Regions from separate parts of the Anas platyrhynchos genome. Here regions 1 and 3 are each linked to region 2. Evidence: chromatin contacts called from public Hi-C data. All regions are on one chromosome and are shown on one strand. The core of a region is the stretch at or near the end of the contact, and the rest is flanking DNA. Distances in the headings are between cores, read along the strand shown.

Region 1 (4,489 bases), core at 1,650-4,149, 62 kb after region 2:
ATGCACTTGCTCCTCCTCGTGGACAAAGCAGCCACCTGCAGCTTTGCAAGCTTACTGGGGAGACCACAAGGACTTTTACAAACTTCCTCTTTCTAGAGTTTCTGAATTAAAGTTTGTTCAAATCTTTTCCTCATCTTTTCATCTTGCGGAACTTCCAATTTCTTATTTAAATTATATTACAATAATGGCAAAGCATGATACATACTTAACCTAAGCACTTAAAACATCGATAGGAATGGAAATGAAACAGCAGTGGAAATTAAGTTTAAAAAAAAAAAATCAAACCTTCTACTAATCAGATGACCTTTGCTTGTGTAATTTTCAGTGCCTGAGGAGAGTGGAAGATAGCTGAGCCTAACAATATAAACGAAGCATTATATGACTAAGTTTAAAGAGGGAAATACAAAACTAAAATAGGGCTTACATTGGCAAATATAAATTGACAAGCACTATCATATGAGTTGTATACATCCATTAGTATGCACCTGTATTTTGTAGGACAACTGAAGAAAAGAATGCAGAATACCTTTCCCGAAGCTTTTTCAATTCCACATCTCTTTCACTTATTAATTCCGAGATGCTAACAAAATAATTGTGTTCCAGGTTTAACAGTGTTTCAGAAGCTGGAGAATGTATCAGATCATGATAAACATCTGCAAAATCTTCATCCCAGCTGGTTTCTTCAGGTTTTGCATATTCTAATGTTGTCTAAAAATTATAAGAGAGAAGTCTTTAAAGTCACCACATAATATAAAACAATGATCTCTCATAATGGGGAGGCAAAACCAACTGGGCATTCACACTGATGCATGTCCTTCAACGTACATGAATTATCTCCTTGATTTGAGCTGTCTGTATTCTGCTTTAGCTTTTATCATTTTCTCTCTTCTCATATTCTCTTTCAAAGCAACTAGCAGCAGAAGTATTATGGTTTTGCCAACAGTGAAGAATCATCAATTTTCACCATCAGCGTGAAAAGAAGAATAATTTAGCACTTACTATTTTAAGTATTTAAGGTCAAAAAAATATGTCAAAAAAATAAATCTGCACAACATCATTTGCATTTGATGAAGTTTAGATAGGGTCCAAAACATCATCTGCGCAAAGAAAAACATCTTACTAGAAAGGAGGACCAAACTCTGATGTCACTACAATGTGATCAACAGCAATGACTTAAGAAAAGCAATTTTTCATTAACAAGAGATAATCAGAGATAGATGCCAGTTCAGCAGGCTCTTCTATACTGATACGATCCTTGTATTTGCTGTGATTCCCACCAGATTCAGATGATAAATTTAGATGGTAACATTGAAGAAATGTCAAGAGATGATAAAATCATAATCCTTGCACTGAGGCAAGATTTTAAATAAATTTTTAAAGAGTTTGCCTAACCTATTCATAGTAACCTTCAGAGCAGAAGAGGGTAAACTCTTTCAATTATTTGAAACATTCCTGTGCTCACCCAATGCAGATTTTTTCTTCTTAAAGGTTAAGCTAATTTCATTTTATTCATGTTCATCAAGGCATACAATTTGTTCACAGTTTTCTTTAGGAGACTTCATTGGTATGTTTGACATTCTGGATGGGATCAACGCAAATCTTGTTCTTTGATTCTAATGTATCATAACTCCTAGATCTAATTTTGTTTGACAGTCACTATCTATTTTACTTCTCCGTTTTGTTTTTTTAACTCTACTAAATTTTTGCCAGTAATGAGTTAAATTCAGGAAAAAACTGACTAATAAGTTCCAGGGTGAATACCTAATAATCACTTTGGAATAAAAGGAAAAAAATCGTAAGAATTGTAAAAATGAAATTTCCATGTAATTTTGCACCTTCACAGAAGTGATTACGTCTGCATACATGTGCACACACATACACACAAATCAAATTCTGAACATTAATTTTTCAGCCTTAGTCTTACCTCTTTATAAGCTTTAGACCAAGCATCTGCCAGCTGGTTTATGTCTACTTTTCCTGATTTCACTGCTTCCAGAGCCATTTCAGCTTCTCTATCATAATCTTTTATAGTTTCCTCTTCTATGAACTTACTAAGAGATTGCTTCAGGTCTATTATAACAAACAGAGAATGGCCCATCAACAAAACCATCTAAGTGGAAGTTATCAGCAATCAACTAGGAAACATAGAAAGATTTTTTTTTTCTGAAAACCTTTTACTTAGGCACTTTCCTTCTAGTACTGATAGCCATTTTCTTAAATGTTTAGCTATTAAAAAAAAATAAAACATTTCTACTAAGTACCTTTCTTTTGGTTTCTTCAAGTGTGGCATAAGGTATTTATGGGCATGAATACGTGACACTAAAAATTCAAAATTTAAAAATTCAAGTCTTACCATTCTCTATAAAACATGGCAGGTTGTGCAGAAGCATTAGACGTCCATGCAGATGACTGACATTTTCTTGCACAGGAAATTTAAGGGGCACTGTCAGCACTAGATGCTGATTTCCAGCATTGAATTCGTACACATAGTCTCTCTCCCTAATGCAGACGTTTCCTTTATTAGGCTTCATCCTCGAGCTGGTTTCGTGAACTAGCAATAAAACGTGCATGAGTTAGATTCTAGTAAAACCATACACAAATACGCTAACAAAAAGCGTGTTTTGTTAACAATTAACAACTTCTGGTTTTTAAAACTTTAAAACCTGCATTTTTCATAAATATTAATCTCATTTTTGACTAACCCAGCCCCAGCCATTCTGCGATGTTAAACCAAGCCCCAGCCGCTTACCCCCACCACCACCTACCCCAAACCCGGGCCGAGGCCGGGCCGCGCGGCCCCCCTCCCCGAGCCGCCCCCCGCCCGCCCCGGCCTCACCTCCGCGCCCCGCCGCCCCCCGCTGCCGAGCGGGCGGCGCCAGCTTCGCGTCCGCAGGCGCAGATTCGCCACCAGCCGCCCCGTGGCGAATGTGCGGGGCGAGGCGCGGGTGGTGTCGTCATGGCCGCGGGAACGGCGCGGCCGGTGCGGAGGTGAGGGCTGGGGGGGGGGGGGGGCGTTTCCTAGAAAGCCGGCGGCCGTTACCCGGCCGTTACCCGCCCTCGGCTGAGGGGGCCCGGCCAGGGCCCCGACCCTTTGCTATAAGGGCAGCAAGGCCCTGGATCGGGTTGCCCCGAGAAGCTGTGGGTGCCCCATCCGTGGAGGTGTTGAGGGCCAGGCTGGGGAACCTGGTCTGGTGGGAGGTGTCCCTGCAGGGGAGTGGGGCTGGGTGGCTTTGAGGCAGAGCTCAAACCCTTCTGTGGCTCTTAATAACCTTACAGTAAAACATCTGAACGTGCGTTATTGTTTTCCTTAAAATCTTGAGTTACCCGAAGTCAAGTATTAGCAAGTCAGGGTTCTCACTCCCAAATGATTAACGCTGTGCGGTTTTGCCACAGGAGCAAGAAAGTTGTTGATTATTCCGAATTTGGTGAAGATGATGGTAAGTGATGTATTTTTCTATGTAACAAAAATGTCAAACACTAATGCCACTACCCAAAGCATCAGTGGAGTGTTTGTAATGAATCACTTCAGCAACAAGACTTACTGCTTTTAGTGGAAGTAAACTGTGCACACTGTTAAAAGTCCTGATTCAACAGGAATATGATGACTGTAAGCCAGGGTATGCTAACAGTTTATTAGGGAACTAGTGAATACACTGTGTTATTGCAAGAAAATTGTTTCTTTCCCTGCCTTAGTTTTCAGAGAGAATTGCTTGTTCCATGTCCTCCTGAAGATCAGTTCGCAGGACTGTAAACCAGAATATTGTCAGGAATTGTGGATTGTCTGTACATAGACCTAACATTCCTATTGCAGCTCTGTACCTTGATGGGTTCTGGGTGAGAACTTAACAGTCAAATGTTGAGATTCATTGATAAGAAAAATAGATTGCAGGCTATTTATTTTCATGACAGTCCTTCTTTCCTCTGAGCCCCAATTGGTGTCACATGTTTTCGGTACTGAATTTGGGTTTCCTTACTTTCATGGATTTGGACTATGGATTTTTTGTTGCTCTTGGTTGGTTGTTTTCCTGCTTGCTCTTCATCTGTTTGTGAGATGAATTGAATAGTGTGAAGTGATGGGAAGGAGAAGGTGAAGTAAATAATGTTGATGGTCCCTTGCAAGTCCTGCAGGTTAGTGCAGAGCTTTAGTTTCATGAGTTTAAATGTGGTGCATGACTTTTCTTAGTCTTTAAGTGACCGTTTGTAATATTTAAACAAAAGTTAAGTCACTTTTCTTCTGTCCCTCATGGTTTGTTTGTGTTTGTTTGTTTGTTTCCTCAGAATTGATCATATATATATGTACATGTTCTCTGGCATTTAGAGAGCACTGAAGACCATTATACTTTTTTCCTTATTTTGTACTGTGAACTGCAGTGTCTTCAGTTGGAAGAAAGGTGGTTTCTATGCCTTCTAATTTTCTTGGAAAACTGAAGAAAATACATTGTATTTGCTAAGAGGCAATATGAGAAAGCTAGAAAAAGGGAAGCAGGAA
Region 2 (4,630 bases), core at 1,681-4,180:
TCTTCATGTTGCCTTCTCATCATGCTGCTGGTGGGGAGGAACTTGGTGTCCTGGATGCAGAGGTTCATCAATTGCTGGGACACTGATCCTGCACCTGCCCCCTGCTGATCTTTAGCCATTTTTACAGCTGGCACAGTCTGGTGTCATGCCAGGGCTGGTTGGGAAATGCATTCTGTTTCAAAGAATAAAAGCAAGCTGGTTTTTATCATCTTTATTGAAGTTTTGGCCTCTCACCAAACTGCTCAGTTTTCCAAAAACAAAGATTTGCTGGCTGATATGTTTTTTAAACTTAGAAACATAATATGTATTTTTTATTATTTATTTTATTTGTTTATTATTATTATTATTATTTATCTATTCCTTTGCCCCAGTGAACCTTTTTACATGTCAGAGGGTGAGTAGCCCACTTGCTTATCCCAAACATGACTGTATATCTGACACAGTGGTCCCTTCAAGACCCTTTGCTCCATGGTTCATTCACCTCTCTGACTTCACTTCTGGGGAAAGTGATGAAAATGAGCTTAAAGGATGGAAACTTAAAAAAGAATGAAAGTTAAGTTAGCACTTTGATGTCAGCTGATACCCAGCTCAACAAAAAATTGAAGTTGTGCAGAATACAAATATACATAAGAAATTTCAAACAAAAGAAATTTCACAATAACACAAGGGGCTTTTAGACCCGCATGTTGACTGTTATAGGGTTGTGAAAAATAAATTTTGTTCAATATTACTCTTGTCTTCTTTTGAAATCTTCAAGTTTTTCATTAAAATTCACAATACAGAACGTCTATAGATTTGGTCAATATTTAAAGAATGTGACACCCATACACGTCCCATACATGTCATTTTCTTTGCAAAGTGTTGTTTTTTGGTGAGTTGCCATGGAAAGGCTGCAGTTTCTCTCTCTGAATTCTCTGATTCTGAAGTTTGCCCTATAGTACAGTTTATTTAGCTGGCACATCCAGTATTGTTGACCGGCCTATCTAGGTAGTGTGTCTCATTTACAGAAGTATATTCATTCTTCTTGTGTGCTTGCTTCTATGTCCTCAGGAATACTGAAGATCCAGATATGCAGTCTCAACAAGAAAATCAGTTCAGGCATTCATCCCCTAATGTACTGTGCTGCATATAAGCTAAAGATAGGCTGACAAATTGTTTTGTTTTGGGAAAAAAAATAATCTTTGGTTTACTTTAAGTTTCCTAACATTTCTGTTCATTTAGCTCTAGGATTTAACACTTTTGCATAGGGTTAGCTACATGGTTATATTAAAGTGCAGAAGTACTTAACATTTCACAGTAAGGGTCTCTGGATCAAGCCAGGCAAGATCATGAGGTTAGAGTCAAATAATCTGCTTGTGCTACTTGTTATTCCCATCACCTCAGCAAGAGGTCTGAAGGCCTGGCTGCATGGAAACATTGCCAAGAGCCAAGGTAGTGTAAGGATTTGTCAAGTGCCCTGCTTGTATTTTGACCCTGGAGTAAATGTAAACTAACTTGTTCCTCACTGGATAACTGAGATAAAAGCACTAAAGTGCTTTTGAAAAAGGTGATGATCTCACTGAATGACACCTATGCTCGTTATCATAACTACCTTCTATATATTTTAGAAGCAGATCTCTTGTCCATTGAATAAACCGGAGGATTTTTATTGGCCTGGTAAGCTCTGGTTCAGGTCACAGATGGAATAACCCCAGAAAAAAATAGGCTCTGATCACCTGGAATAACTCAGAATATATCAGTTTTCCTAAGAAATATTTAAGAGAAAGTTAGGTGCTTTTATCCTGGCAACCGTGTAAAAATATAACCGCAAACAACTTCATTGTTTTATACATTATCCCTAATGATTTCTCATCTGACGTAAGTTGGTATGGTTGTATTGTCCTTGGAGGAGCTATTCTAGTGCTATGAGTTCTGGCCCATGAAATCACAAACACACAGTAAAATTGAGGACTCTAAACAGTTGAGTTAGGGGACAGAAATTTAGTCCCAATCAAGGCATTTTACTCTACACCTTGTAACAAAAAATAACCAATGATATGCATGCATGCAATAAAGGATTGAATTATATGTTCTTCTCATGATCCAAGGGCACAGCTTGTTCAGCTCATCTGGACTTATTCGCCCCTTGGATTTTGGCCAAACTCTTTTCAGCAGACTATGGCTTCCAAAACAAACATGCTTTTGGGTTGAGCTGGATGCAGAGGTTGGCTGCAGAGAAAAAAAGAACTCTCTACTTGTGGCTGCATACTTAGTTGTTTGTTTTTAGGATTTTTTTTCCAGTGACAGCTATTTCATCAGTCAGGGTTGGTCACTGCAATTAAATGTACATCCAGTTTACATTACGTGTAATAAACCTAGAGATTCCCACACTGTCTTATCCTCAGTCTCTTCCTCAGTTACCCCACAACTAGAAGAGATTCGTGTTTCTTCCTTCAGTCTTGCATTATGGCAGGGAAACCAAATATCCTCTTTGCTTCTGCTGAGTCATTTGTGACTCTAAACCTGAGGCACAGGAGTTCGCACTTGGGTCATTTTCCCAAAGAACAAAGTCCTTCTTAGTTAAATACCTGGGACATAATTCTGTCCTTCTTTGATTAAACTGATGCAGAACATTCAGCCAATTACATAAGAAAAAGTAGGGGTGGGGGTGTGTAGAGATATGTATAGACACATATATATATGTATATATATATATAAAAAAAAAAGGAAATGCAAACGAGATTTGAGGCTGTTTTTTTATTATTTTTTTTTTCCTTTTATGAGCATAGCTTGTCACATGGCCATTACTGACCAGCATTCTTGAGTCACTGAAAGATTATGGCCTGCAAATTTCTGTCAAAGATCCTCTGCTTTCCTTAGCAACGGTGGGAGCAGAGCAGAGCATTGCTAACCCTCCTGGGGACTGGATTGTTTCACAACAGTTTAATTTCTCTTTGCAAATTGCCTTATGAAATCCAGACACTAACCTCACCCCATTGTCATGCTCCTGCACTGAACTGTATTAAATGAATGTCTGGTGATTCCCTTGAGAGGCTGGAGGGGGAATCCCCAGTTTATAGACTCTCTGCCTTTACCAGCCCATACCCTCTGAGACTCCTTAGTTTAAGCAAGACTATCAACCCAACCATTAAAAAAACAATGGCATATTGGGTTGCATTCGAAAAAGCATAACCAACAGATTGAAGGAAGTATTTATTTCCCTTTTGTAAGGCCACATATAAAACAGTGTCTGATTTGGCGATCCACATTGCAAGAGAGATGTTAACAGATGGGAGCACATACAGTAAAGATCCACTAAAATTTATGTGGACTGGAGAATGATACACAAGGACAGGCTGTTAGAGCTGGATTAGTTTGGCCTGGAGAAGGCAAGGGGTAAAATCTAGTTGGAGTTTCAGTACTTGAGTGGCAATATACAGAAGACAGAAATAATATTGTTGTTATGTGAAAAATAGATGGCTGAGGTAGTTGTCACACACCATTTAGATCTCCCAAAGGCTAGTCCAGAATCCTATAAACCTTTCCCTGCTGCCTCTTCAACTACACATCTCCATGACAGACCTTTTCCCAGAGTTGTCTTTCTCCTCCATTTTTGGAAGCAGAAATGCAATTTGTACAGAGTTGCGAAAATTCATGGTAATCTCTCTAATACTGCTAATTTACAGAGAAACATTGTTCTTTAGAATGATGGTGATGTATCTCAATCCAGCTTTTACATTTGTGTCTCATATGTCTGTGCATGTGTGTGGAATGGAATATCTGGAAAATGCTTTTTCTGTTTTGTGAAACACTGGATACTTTGCCAAATGCATCATCAGAAGATACTAAGACAGAAATTTATTTTCTCTGAAGCATCTGGCATAGAATCCTGCTAGGACACAACAACCAGTTTAAAAGAACAAAGCTCATCTCTTTCGGTGGATCACTCACTAGAAGTCACTGTGGTAAACAAGTGTCAGGGACCAGTGTGGGCTGGGTCTGCTCTCTAGGGGAAGAGGATCTGAGAGCTGAGAGGAAAAAATAAATAAATAAAATAAAATAAAATAAAATAATCAGAGGCATAGCAAATCAATCACCTCACCAGTCAGCAGCTGTCCCACAATACCCAAACTGGGGCATAGAGCAGACCCAGAGATGGTGGCAGGCCCAGACAAGAGCCCAGATCACAAGACAACATCATGGTGACAAGAAAGGTCTAGGACCTAGACCTGATCTTCCCATCAGAATCAGGTCCAGTGAAAGCCAGGCAGGTCCATGTGGTGACAGAGCTGTGTTAAAGCCAGTTTGGGAAATCAGACTGGGGTAAAGATCAGTGGGTTCCACGACAGAGCTGAAGATGAGCACTCTGCTGAGGCAGCTCAGACATGCAGTGTGTTGATGCTTGTCTCTCATCCTGAGCTCTGCTGTTGTGACTAGGTAGGAGATGAAGACTGATCCTGCTGACCTCACCAGGCAGCAGGACCATTGAGTGGGCAGTCCTAACCTACTTCTGACAAGATAGGCCCAGAATCATAGAACCATTCAGGTTGGAAAACACCTCTGTCATGTAGTGCAACTTTTAATCTAGTAGTGAAAAGTCCACCATTAAATCATGTTACTAAGTTCTACATCTACATGTTTTTTGAAGATC
Region 3 (4,419 bases), core at 212-2,711, 43 kb before region 2:
GATGCCCAGCCTAACCCCGAGCAGTCCGGCCCCCTCCCCCCAGCTAGCCACCCCTATATATTGTTTAGCATGACGTCAGATGGTATGGAATACCCCTTTGGCTAGTTTGGGTCACCTGTCCTGGGTCTGTCCCCTCCCAGCTCTTACTGCACCCCCAGCCTGCCCGTTGGCAGGACAGAGCAAAAGGCTCAGATGTCCTTGGCTTAGTATAAGCACTGCTCTGCAACAATTAAAGCATCGGGGTGTTATCAGCACTCTTCTCATCCTAAGCCAAAACACAGCATTCCACCAGCTACTAGGAAGAAAATTAATTCTGTGCTAACTGAAACCAGGACAAGGATAGATTTAGATTAAATATTTGGGAGCAAATTCTTCACTCAGAGGGTGGTGAGGCACTGGAAGAGGTTGCCCAGAGAAGTTGTAGATGTCCCTGCCTATGGCAGGGGGGTTGGAACCGGATGATCTTTAGGGTCTCTTCCAACCCAAACTATTCTACGAGTTGTATCACACAAGACCAGGTTGGCTCCAGTTGTTATGGAAGTCTACAAATGTGCCTATATCACCCACTTTTTTGCCTTGTGATCTGCCGGTCTGGAACAGTTGTTTTGAAACCAGCCCTCTCTCTGCTGCTGATCACTGAGAAAATATGATTTGGCTTCCAAAACTTTTAACCAAAACTTGTACTGAAGCATAATTTACTCACTACTGATACTACAAGCAAAGTCCTGTTGTCGATTAGTGTTCTTATTTTAGTTGATAGAACAAGTCTGAACATCAGCAAATATTGTGTCTTTTGAAACCTAATAAACTTAGTCAAGCTTCTTGTCCTAGAATCATGAGATTACGTGAAAATCAGTGTTTAAGATGAAAGCCACCCGATTATAATTGTAAAGTAAGAATATGTGCATTGAGACCTTAAATGATGTTTCAGACAGTATATGTCTTCAATTTAATTGTTATGGGGATTTGTTAAGAAGAAATATTCTACATCCGTAGCATTTTAAGGCCTGGTTGGCACAGCCCACGTCTCCGCTAGATGATGTACCTGCTGCCTGTAGAGCAGCCGTTCCCCTCAAACACACTTTCTCCTGCCAAACACAGGTTGAGCCCGCGTCTATCCCCACAGTCCCTGACAAACAGTAATGTGATGAGCGTGCTGGGGCTCCCAACGTATTCCAAGAGGTGGAAAAAGCTCGTGGCTGAGGCACGAAACTGTGCCTCGGTGGCGCTTCTCCTTGCGGCGGGTTGTTGGAATGGAGGCAGAGGAGGTTTTGGAGGCAGAGAAGTTTTTGAGAAAAAAAAGTTCGCATAGAAAGTGTATTTTTTAGAAAGTGTCTTTTTTTTTGGGGGGGGGGGGGGGGGGGAGTAGGTTTTTGTTTATTGATTGATTGTTATATTTATTTATTGATTGATAGATTTAGTGAAACGAGCCGAAGGCTTCCCTCAGGAGCCACCTTCCCGTTCCGCGCACCTCAGCAGGAGGTGGAGGAGGAGGCAGCAGCAGCAGGAGCAGGAGGAGGAGCAATGGCGGCTGCCGCCCCGTGACGTCACCGCCGGGCGCCGCAGTGCGGGCCCCGGCAGCCGGCGTGGTGGTGGCGGTCCGTCATGGTTCGCTTCGGGCTGACCGTTGTCCGGCAGTGAGTACCGCCGCCTCCTCCTCCTCTTCCTCTTCCTCCTCCTCCTCCCTCAGGGAAACAAAGCCTTCGTTTCCGCCGCCAGCCCTTCTCTGGGCGGGAGCTCCGTCAGCCCCACGGCCCTCACCCGCAGCCGGGGGGGTGGGGGTGGTGGCGGGGGGGGCTCTGCTTCAGGCAGGCGGTGTCAGGGTGGTTCGGGATCGGCCGAGGTCCGGTGTTAGACGTAAATTTAGTAAGGGCTATTTATGAGCTCCTGGGTCTTGTGACCGTCCTCCTGCCAGAAGCTCTCTGGTGGGGTGGCGGGTTCGCTCCAGAAGGGTAGGCTAACCTTTCTGCTGCGAAATGTTACGGAACTGGCATTTGTGGCTTCTTCAAAAGCGCTGAGGCGAGCTGCACTTTCAGGCTGTAGTGGATATGGACCGAGACCAGTGGTTAATGGGACTAAGCTGCTCCAGCTCCCTCCAAATGAAAGTCAACTTAATTTAAGTTAGCAGTTAGCAAGCTAGCTACAGCTCCCTCCAACTCACAGTAGTTCGCTGCCTAACTTTATGAAAACCAAACTTACATTTCATCTTCAGCATAATATGGCTTAATACTTGATTAGTGCAATTAGAGCAACAATTTCCTATTTCTAATTTTCCTCTTAAACAGAGTTATTCTTCCCTTCCAGACCTATCTCCCATGACTCGGTGCTCTAGTTGCAGCATTACTTTTACGTCATTTAGAAAGCATCAAAGCCAGAAACAGTTTGTTAAACTATCTTCAGGTGGGACTGTAGGAGGCACTTCGGAAAGATCCAAGTCATTCATCAGGAAATGGGTTGGTTTAACTTAGGCTGTGCTTGTGTGCGCTGCACTAAGTCAGTGTTACTTGGAAATCTGGGGATGCTGCTGTTCCCCACCCCCAAGCTGATGACCAGCAGGATGGACTCCATCCACCCTGATGTGTTTTCCTCAGGAGGCTGAAAACAGCTGTCAGGGTGTGGATAGAGTGTGAAGGATTAAATTGTTGCCCTGGGCGCAGGGATGTTTAAAGTGTGCTGTAAAATAGTGTTCTCTCTTAAAATACTTGCTTTCTGTCATTGGTTATCTATTTGGGGCTCATCTTAAGGACTTCTGCCCAGCAGTGTTGATAGCTATTTAAAAAGCAAGCAGCACGTTTGGCCCTCAGTACTGCAAAAAGCTAAGCATGTGATATTTCAGTCAGGTGAGACGTCTCAACAAACCATGCTTAAATTTGTTCATATTAAGTTTTTCCTCCAAAATATATCTTCTTGTGGTTTTAGTTGTTCTTTTCTTGCAATACCCCCAGTTATGATTTTCAAGATTAAATATTCTAATTTCAAAAGCAGGTTATGTTAATTCTAGTAGTTTTTCTACAGCTCCAGCATTTTATACTGTGCTTCTTCAAGGTGTGCAAGCAGCTCTGCTGTCAACGTTGATAATTGCTTGAGTTGGCTTCACTCTAAAGCACAGGGGTCCAGTTGAGTAGTAAATACCTCTCTTAAGAGGACTACAGAGTCTTCCTACTTCTCTCTCTCCAATATGACACTGTAATAGATAAATTATGCAGCATTTATGATGAATTTAAGAGATTGCTTTCCTTCTCTTTGTTCCAGGTAGGTTTGTCTTAGTAAATATTGATAGTGTGATTGAGGCTGATCACTTGAAAATGGTTTTGTTCTATAGTAAAATCTTCAAATACATCTGTTTTTGAAAGTAAGCTGTGCTGTACGTTGCTTTTGATATTCAGACTCTTCTTTTCCGTTTTGTTTATAATATAATAATGTTATTGAACTTTGACTAAATTATTGAGTTACTTTTTTTGTCTAATGTCTTTCAGTGGAGAAACAAGATACAACAAAGACAAGATACTGCAAGGTTAGTGTCAGTTATTCTACTAGCTTCTTGGAGATTGAGAACTACTTTTCCCTACAAAATGAAAAATCCCAGAATCAACTGCTAAATATTACTACAGAATAATATTGAATACCTTAGGCTATTAAAATATTTTTATTTGTAGATGGGAATGTTAGCTTGATAACCGTAGAAGACTACAAAGATTCTAAGTCAGTCTCTGAATAATGCCACCAAATAGTGGTACTTTTCTGGTATTGACAGAAGTGTTACATTTCCTTTTGCTAAACAAGAAAAAAAAAAGTTACCTGTAATTGAATAAAGTGATAGCAGCACCTGTTAAGACAGTGGTCTGTGACATTCTGGCATCCTTAAGTCTCAGGAGTTAGTATCAAGACTGAGAAAAGGGCTTATGGGACTTGCATGCGTAGTGAGAGCAGCAGCTCTGATGAAGAAGCAGCTAGGTACACCTTCATGCAACGTCTGGAGTTAGTAAGGAACCACAGAGGCAGGAATAAGGGTTATGTTGTAAAGGATGTTGTTGCCTTCAGGTGGTAATCTGTCACCTGCAAGGAAAAAAGAAAAGTGAAGATTGCTTAAATGTGCTTGAATTGTTCAATCCCAGCTCTTTCTATGACGACAGTTTTTAGAAAAAGCATTTAATTAGCGCTGGCTGACTCATGCACCCAGAACTGAAAACTGTGAGCTGTTTAGATGCCAGTTGTAGGAAAACTGAGGCTTACAGCTACAAAGAACCTTGGAGGCTTTTACTCTGAGTAAATATGTTTTTTTTCAGTGCTATGTGTTGCAAAGAAGAATCGTGCTTCTGGATTTTCCTATCTCAATTTTGACATTGCAGCTTAAAGTAGGCAATACAAGCACAGACACAACAATTTCTTACAGGTTGGTCCCTCTGCCACACTTTTGGG

Evidence for each region. Hi-C and Micro-C count contacts between places; a contact is called where the count stands out from the background.
Region 1: a Hi-C map of subcutaneous adipose tissue shows a contact between it and region 2, with 2.4 times the contacts expected there. The contact joins the promoter of RAD51AP1 here to the enhancer-like site in region 2. A contact is called at or near these places in 3 of 8 Hi-C or Micro-C datasets (F5 follicle, skeletal muscle and subcutaneous adipose tissue).
Region 3: a contact with region 2 is called in a Hi-C map of subcutaneous adipose tissue, with 1.7 times the contacts expected there. The contact joins the promoter of TIGAR here to the enhancer-like site in region 2. A contact is called at or near these places in 3 of 8 Hi-C or Micro-C datasets (liver, skeletal muscle and subcutaneous adipose tissue).

What each region holds. Positions count from the first base shown.
Region 1 is chr1:79,418,435-79,422,923 of IASCAAS_PekinDuck_T2T, forward strand. RAD51AP1 (RAD51 associated protein 1) reads left to right here and starts at 2,900. Exons shown (of 9, transcript XM_072042680.1): 1 at 2,900-2,988; 2 at 3,394-3,437. The coding sequence starts at 2,957. It overlaps FERRY3 (FERRY endosomal RAB5 effector complex subunit 3), which reads right to left and starts at 2,975. Exons shown (of 14, transcript XM_072042674.1): 1 at 2,837-2,975; 2 at 2,354-2,551; 3 at 1,925-2,070; 4 at 527-708. The coding sequence starts at 2,531.
Region 2 is chr1:79,356,316-79,360,945 of IASCAAS_PekinDuck_T2T, forward strand. No RefSeq gene overlaps it. Among named protein-coding and RNA genes, the nearest start is that of FGF23, 12 kb to the left of the region's middle. Within about 2 kb of position 2,931, at least 3 of the 8 cell types and tissues checked have an H3K27ac peak or open chromatin away from gene starts, as enhancers often do. A contact at or near this core is called in subcutaneous adipose tissue, where this site is marked.
Region 3 is chr1:79,314,734-79,319,152 of IASCAAS_PekinDuck_T2T, forward strand. It overlaps TIGAR (TP53 induced glycolysis regulatory phosphatase), which reads left to right and starts at 1,462. Exons shown (of 6, transcript XM_027449912.3): 1 at 1,462-1,637; 2 at 3,477-3,514. The coding sequence starts at 1,606. It overlaps LOC140003225 (a long non-coding RNA gene), which reads right to left and starts at 244. Exons shown (of 3, transcript XR_011811490.1): 1 at 1-244.